Regions from separate parts of the Anas platyrhynchos genome. Here region 2 is linked to region 1. Evidence: chromatin contacts called from public Hi-C data. All regions are on one chromosome and are shown on one strand. The core of a region is the stretch at or near the end of the contact, and the rest is flanking DNA. Distances in the headings are between cores, read along the strand shown. Region 1 overlaps PAFAH1B1 (platelet activating factor acetylhydrolase 1b regulatory subunit 1). Region 2 has its middle 14 kb from the start of PAFAH1B1.

Region 1 (3,736 bases), core at 297-2,796:
GCTACCTAGGATGTAATTGAAAATGTTATTGCATTTGAATTAAGCTTTGACCTCAGTTTCATAGTGTGCAGAGTTAATGATATGAAAAAACATCCTTTAAAAAAAAAAATCAGCATTCGTGTGATCATGGATACATATTCTCTCGTTTGGCTATTAAATCTTTAAGAAAGGCTTACTAAAGGTCAGCAAAAATTTTCCTGTTAAAGATGACAAAGTGTAGAAGGAATTGACTTTTATTTCTAGTTTAATGAACAGAACAAACATTTCTACCCTGCCCATAACGAACCTGAATACCCCAGGAGAAAAGCAGCTACACTGAAGGCAGGAACTTGTCTGCTGATAGATCTTACAGATTATTTCAGTCAAATTTTACTTGCATCCTTAAAAGATTCTTATAATCTTTTAATTAAGAGTAATTAAAGCTAAACTCCAAATGTTCACTTCCTCTTGCAGTGATGATTATCTGAAGTGGTGTCTCCACTGCCCTCTGCTGGTCTGATCAGCTTTATAGTCACATTGCAGTACTTAACTTTGAGCAAGAAGCAAGTTAATCTGACATTCACAATTGAAGCATTTCATGTTCTGAGAATTAAGTCTCATTCATACTTTGCTTGATATCAATTGGCAATAAGCTCAGAGTAGGGACTTTCAAAAAACTCTTAGGCTTGCGTCATTACTTTTTATGAAGAATGAGGACACACAGGTATGTCTGAACTTCATACTCGTTTGTCTGGAGATGTGTGACTCTACTTGAACCGCACCTACCACTGTATTCCATGTCTTGCAGTAGGCAAGTTTGGATTCAAAGTATTTTCGGTATATGAGCAGGACACATAATTCTTTCAACAGATTAATTCATTTCATTTTTTGCTTGTTTCTCCTAGTATTAGCAACAAAATGCCTGCAAATCCTAGCTTTAGCGTTGTGTGTTTATTAGTTGTAAGTTGTCATATAATCTAATTTTTCTAAGAAATAGCACTCAAAGGATCTGCTTTCTACCTCTTCTTTCCCCCCTGTATATGCCATAACTTAAAACATAATTTTCTGCAGACTAAGAAGAGTGGCAAGCCTGGGCCTTTTCTGCTGTCTGGATCCAGAGACAAGACCATTAAGATGTGGGACATTAGCACTGGCATGTGCCTTATGACACTTGTAAGTTTATTGGTGTTTTTCTGGTGATGATAGCTGTGTACTTAACTCCAACTTTAATGTAGTGAATTTTCTTTTTTTTGTAAAAAAGACAAAGTTGTTGTAATAAGGCACACACTGGAAATAGACAGTTTTAATGGCTTCTGTATTTCAGCTCTTGTTGCTGAGAAATACTAAGAGTTTCAAAATAGGTAGTATAAATGCGGGAGCGTGGTGGTGTAGTTGTTATAATGAGTAGCTTGATTTGCCAGTGGAAATGCTGATAATCAGCTGAATTTTGTCTTCAGTGGAATGTCATTCTTTCAATGTGGTGGTCTTCCTGTGGGCTCTGGGCTGTTGTTTTCCAGCCTGTGTTCAGGTTGGCCTAGATGTCAGCACTTGGGGTGGGGAGCAGGATCGGTGGAGGTCACATGAGAACTGCTGTTTGTTTGCTTTCAAGGACAGGAACCCACATTGTTGATAGTGCTGATATAATAAATGTAATAATAGAAACTGAAGATAAACTTCAAATTCTTACAGGTTTTAGAAAAATAAATGATCTTGCAGGGACAGAGCAAAGAGTTGCTCAGTTTGCCATAGCATAAATTGTAGAGCATTCAGCTTAAAACATGCATCTGCTTACTAATGTCTCTGTGCTTAAGGTGGGCCATGATAACTGGGTACGTGGCGTTCTGTTCCATTCTGGGGGAAAGTTTATTTTGAGCTGTGCTGATGACAAGACTCTACGTGTCTGGGACTTCAAGAACAAACGATGCATGAAAACCCTCAATGCGCACGAACACTTTGTTACCTCTTTGGGTATGTATTGTTCCACAGTACTCACTGAGACATTCAGAACCAGAGATACAAATTTTTCTACATCTTTACCAGTTGAAGTTGAGTACCAAGCTAGGCATTCACATTTTGGAATTCCAGTGAAGTTTTGTGCTATACGTATCTTAGTCATATAAGGACAGATAGGAATTTAGAGTGTTAGGAGTTTTTGCTCTTCTGTTACCGGTGTTGCACGTTGGACAAAGACGTTAACTGTCAAGGTGTTCTGGAACCCTTCATTGCTGAGTGTGCAGGGATTTGGGGCAGAGCTGTATTGCAAATGCTCGCCAACAACAAAAAATGCAGGGGACAAGGTAAAAGAGTCAGGAAATAATGTTAATTTTAATTACTGGGCATTCTAGTTCGGCATTACCAGAACTTAATAGATGTCAGTTCCCCCCTACCCTAGCAAAAACACTCCTCACTCAACAAAACTAGCTTTACTCTGGAATCTTCTGTATTGTTTCTTTCTCTGTGCTCCTTGGCCAGTTTCTAGTTTCTTCATTAAAGCTTTTTGTGCTAGGTTAGCAGCAGACCTGGAATTGGCTACTAAGGATTTCTAATAAAACTATCCGTTCTCATCAAGATGCAGAGTTTCTTACTCAACTGCACTCTTAATTTATTGAAAACAGCTGATGAACAAGGGCTAAAGAAAAGTTAAAGAACATTAGTGTTAACGTTAGATCCTTGGAATTGTCTGCTTCAGTTTGTGGATTGATTTGCTGAACCTTTTCTGTACAATGAGGTGTTTTGAATCATAGAATCATTTAGGTTGGAAAAGACCTCTTAAGATCATCTGGTCCATCCTTTAATCTAGCACTGCCAAGTCCACCATTAAACCATGTCACTGCGTAGTACATGTACATGGTTTTTGAAGACTTTTGGGGATGGTAACTGAACTTCTTCCCTGGGCAGTCTGTTCCAATACTTCACAACCCTTTCAGTGAAGAATATTTTTCCAAATATCCAACCTAAACATCCCTTGGTGCATTTCAAAGCCGATTGCTCTTCGTCTTTCACTTTGTGCTTGGAAGAAGAGACCAATCCCCACCTTGCTTATAGCTTGCTGTAAGGTAACTGGAGAGTGTGATAACGTCTCCCCTGAAACATCTCTCCAAGTTAAACAGCCCCAGCTCCCTCAGTCACTCCTCAGAAGATTTATTCTCTAGACCCTTCACCAGCTTTGTTGCCCTTCTTTGGGCACACTCCAGGCCCTTGATGTCCTTCTTGTAGTGAGGGTCCCAAAACTGAACGCAGTACTTGAGGTGCAGCCTCACCAGAGCTGAGTACAGGGGAACAATCAGTTCTCTAGTCCTGCTGATTCTGATCCAAGCCAGGATGCCGCTGGCCTTCTTGGCCACCTGGGCACACGGCTGGCTCATATTCAGCTGACTATCAACCAGTACCCCCGGGTCCCTTTCCAGTGGGCAGCTTTCCAGCCACTCTTCCCCCAGCCCTTTGATACTTCATGGATAAAACCGAGTACTGTCTGCTGACCCACCCAGTCCAAAACGTGGTTGCATATATGACATATTTTGGGATCTCGTGAGCAACACTAACACTGCACATTTGTTTTAAACATCAGCTCTGCTGTCTACAGCAAAAAGTAAAAGTTTCTTGACTTCTGATTCTAACCTTAAACGTAAATAGATGATGATGTCTTCTGGTAATATTCAAGGACTTTATCAGCTTGAGGTATTTCAAACTTGCCTCTGTTATAACTTGATCAGATTTCTTTTCCATGGAAGCTCCATGGAACTGAAAGTAGATTTTC
Region 2 (3,716 bases), core at 223-2,722, 40 kb before region 1:
CTGCCAGTGAAAGCCACTGCAATTGAAGTAAATTGTTAGTTTTACCCTTAAAAAGTCTTGTAAAGCACTCCCTTTGCCTAACCAGGAGATGGTCACCTGTCTGCTGGCAGGGTTTCTAGCCATCAGAGAACAGAGGGGCAGGAGAGGCTCCTAGGACATGGAGAAGACTCCCATCTTCTTGTCATAAACAACAAACAAACCTACAAACCAGCCTCTCCCGTGTTACAGACATTTAGAGCCGGGTTATGTGACACCCCTGATGGCACCTGGCTGGGCTCAATTACAGTCTGCGTTCCAATTGTATGTTCCCTCAGCAGCTTTGCCAGTGGCATCTGAGAATGTGAGATTGTTGATAAAAAAAAAGCCTCAAAGTACATTAATGACAAAGTGATAATATCTTTGAACTCATTTGGGTTTGTTTCTTTCACATGCTGTTCATCAACACTCTAAAATCAAAATAAACAAATGTAAATACTCCCTAGCTGAACAATGCTGGTAAAAAAAAAAAAAAAAAAACATCAATAGAGATTGAAGACAACTAAAATGGCAAAAAAATCTCTGGACTTATCTCGGACTTTTTGTTTTGAAATACGTAAAGCTGACCACTCCTTTCTTCATCTTCCCTCCTCTCCCCTCTTTGGGCACTGTCTCCATCCGTGCATACCACTGCGCTCACTGACTGCCCTCAGGAAGCCGAAGAAAAGCCCCTTCTGATGGCAGCGTTCTAACAGCAGCTACATTGAGATACAAGAAGGCGGCACAGAGTCCTGATCCCTGGATATTTCACAAACGCTCGAAGAAAAGACAATGGCGTTTCTGGACCTAGCCAGCACGAAGAACTCGTTATTTTTTTTTTTCATAATAAATGAATGTCAGGACTACAATTGCCCGGCTTGCTCTCTGTGCACCCTGCAGATTGTGGGTGTCCCCAGCTCTGCTGGGGGAGCTGCACGAGCACGCTGCAGGCAGGGGCAGGAGCGCTGGGCACCCCTGGGTGCCCCATGGGTGGGTGGCAGGGGCAGCAGCACCAGGCAGCGCTGCCAAGCCCTGAACTGGGAGCCTGCGTCCTGCCACCGACAAGCAGAAACTTGACCTGAGAAAGCCTTTCTCCCTCCAAGCTCCCTCGCACTGAACATCTCCCTCCCTGCGTACGGCCGGCGGGCGGGGGGCAAGGTGGGCAGCGGGTGTCGGGAGGCGAGTGGGGTGCCTGCGTCCTTGCTGTTTGCGGGCAGTGTCTGAGGAACGTGAGCCACAGGTAGTTATGGCAGTCACCGCTGCTACACAGCTGCGTGGTACGGGGCGGCCGGCGGCGTGCTGGCTGCGGGGCGGCTGCACGAGAGGCTGATTTCAAAACACAGACACGTAAGCGAGGCAGAAACCCCACCTCCACGTGATTGCCTGAGAGGGATCAAACGGGTGGAAACGCCACAGAGAGACACACTCCTCCCCTTGTTGCTGCCACAGCTGTGGTGGGGAGAGGGGGAGGAGAGCGGATGATGCAAGGAGCTTGGCAGCGCGCTCAGCAGGCGCAGGCTGCTCGCCTTCCAGAGAGAGGCAGCCGGCCTGGGAGAGGGCCTGGGAGCAGGGATGGCTGCTGGGCCTGGGAGCTGGGCACTGGGCCTGGGCCTGGGCCTGGGCACTGGGCCTGGGCACTGGGCGCTGGGTGCTGGGCCTGGGTGCTGAGCCTGGGCCGGCCTCTGCTCTTCCTCCAGCAGTGCCCAGCCTCGGCAGCCCGCCCGCGCCCACCGCGTCCGGCCGCTGCATGATTTACGCCAGCAATACCAGTTCCTAGTCACTTATTTGCAGAGCTCATTAAAAAGGGTAATTAAATGGTCATAGCGCCCCCAGCCTTAACCCTTTTTAGAAGATGAAGTGGGTAATTAGGCATTGTTAGCTCCGTTTTGCATCTATGGAAACTGGCGAGAGGCTAATGCAAGGTCATGGGGCTACTCGGAGTCAACTCTGGACAATAACAGACCAGTTACTGACTCTTTCACCCCAAAATATTGGGGTGTTTTTGTTAATTTCAAGGAATTATACATCAAAACTGCTATTCCTGTCCTATCACTGAGAAATCTCCTACATAGCGGCATTGCATGATCTGAATCAAGCCTTTGAGAGCTGGAAATGAACACTCGCCTTCATTATTGCATCTGCCAGGTGAGACAACCACCTACTCTCCATACGAGCTGGTATTTGTGTGATGTAACCAACTCTTCTTACAGCCCTCCTCTTGTACCAGTCCACAAGGAAGCAGTCAGCTGTGACGAATCTGATACCTGCCCTGTGGAACTGAGGTTTGAGTTATTAATTGTAGCTGCCTAGGTACAGCCACAAAACCCTGCAGCCTGTTCTTTGTACGAGTTTTTCATTCACGCTCACTGCAGCAGCAGTGCTGAGATTTCAGACAAGACTGTACCGTGAGCACACCGTTCGTGAGTCACTGGATACTGCAGTTCAGACTGCTGTACCCTTCGAGCTATATATAGACCTATTCCTACAAACTATTATCTCACTTTTGGCCAGTCAGCGTGCTTCATTCATAACTGTTTATCTTGCCCTAACCGGCAGCCTAAAGGTGGAATGCTATTTTCAGACTGTGAGAGGAGCTTAAAGAAAGCTGAATTTTTAAACACTCTCCTTTCCCTCATTTTCAAAATAGCACGCAAGATACTAAAAATTGAAAATCTCTATTTTTTCACAATATGTGTACAAAACTGACATGAATTTTCTCTACTTGCTTGTCTCAAACTGATTGCTAAGGAGTGGAAAAGACTTCAAATGTTTTCAATTTTAGCTCCACTCCTATGGAGGACAAACAAGGCCTAATAAAAGACCACTTCGTGCAGGGACCTCTGGCCAGTCACCAACGTGGAGAACAACTACATCTGACAGCCAGAGGACTGTCTGAACTATCGGATTCATTGGGCTATCCCATCTCACAAATTCTGGTTGTTTTCCAGAGCTTTCTTAGTAAATCTATGATTATACCCACATAATAATAATAAATTTAAATCCGTATTTCCCTTAAAATCTATGGAAAATCTGTAACTGATTTCAAGCTGAGAGGGGGCAGTAGACCCTTTTAGTAGTGTTTGTTTAACACAAAGCACCCTACAAAATCCACTGAAGTGAAAAAAGCCTTTGAAATACAATTGCTTTTACCAAATGTTGAAACAGTAGAAAAAGCAGAGCTCAAAAACTGCCCTTATATCTAAAATTCTTCATGAGGGCTGAGTGGAGGACAATTTCTTGCCAAGTAATTCAAGCATAGTCAAGTGAGTTCCACCTGTGCCATAACACCAGCATCAGACTTAGCTCGCATTTCCTTAGGTGGGTTAGTACTCAAACACGGTTCAGGAGTTAAATGAACTGGGCAGTTTCTTTCCAATACGGACAGAACATTCCTAGTGTGGCACAGTCCTGCTCTTAGGTGCTGTAAAAGAAGAATAGTGGAGACATCCAGAATATTTAGACAGCTTTATTGCTTATAAACAAGCAAGTAAAATAAAATAAAATAAAATAAAGTAAAATAAAATAAAATAAAATAAAATAAAATAAAATAAAATAAAATAAAATAAAATAAAATAAAATAAAATAAAATGATTTAAAAAAAATCAAGCTTTCTAGAAAAATTCAAGGCAGCTGGACACGACATAGGGACTGGTCCAGTGGTGCAGCAACGCTCCCTCTCCATTTCAGAGCTGCCTTTCTAC

Evidence for each region. A called contact is a pair of places that touch in the nucleus more often than the background predicts.
Region 2: a Hi-C map of liver shows a contact between it and region 1, with 2.3 times the contacts expected there. The contact joins two enhancer-like sites. A contact is called at or near these places in 3 of 8 Hi-C or Micro-C datasets (liver, skeletal muscle and subcutaneous adipose tissue).

Annotation. Positions count from the first base shown.
Region 1 is chr20:708,686-712,421 of IASCAAS_PekinDuck_T2T, reverse strand. PAFAH1B1 (platelet activating factor acetylhydrolase 1b regulatory subunit 1) reads left to right here. Exons shown (of 11, transcript XM_027472459.3): 9 at 1,051-1,152; 10 at 1,791-1,947. Among named protein-coding and RNA genes, the nearest start is that of PAFAH1B1, 25 kb to the left of the region's middle. Within about 2 kb of position 1,546, at least 3 of the 8 cell types and tissues checked have an H3K27ac peak or open chromatin away from gene starts, as enhancers often do.
Region 2 is chr20:748,442-752,157 of IASCAAS_PekinDuck_T2T, reverse strand. No RefSeq gene overlaps it. Among named protein-coding and RNA genes, the nearest start is that of PAFAH1B1, 14 kb to the right of the region's middle. Within about 2 kb of position 1,472, at least 8 of the 8 cell types and tissues checked have an H3K27ac peak or open chromatin away from gene starts, as enhancers often do.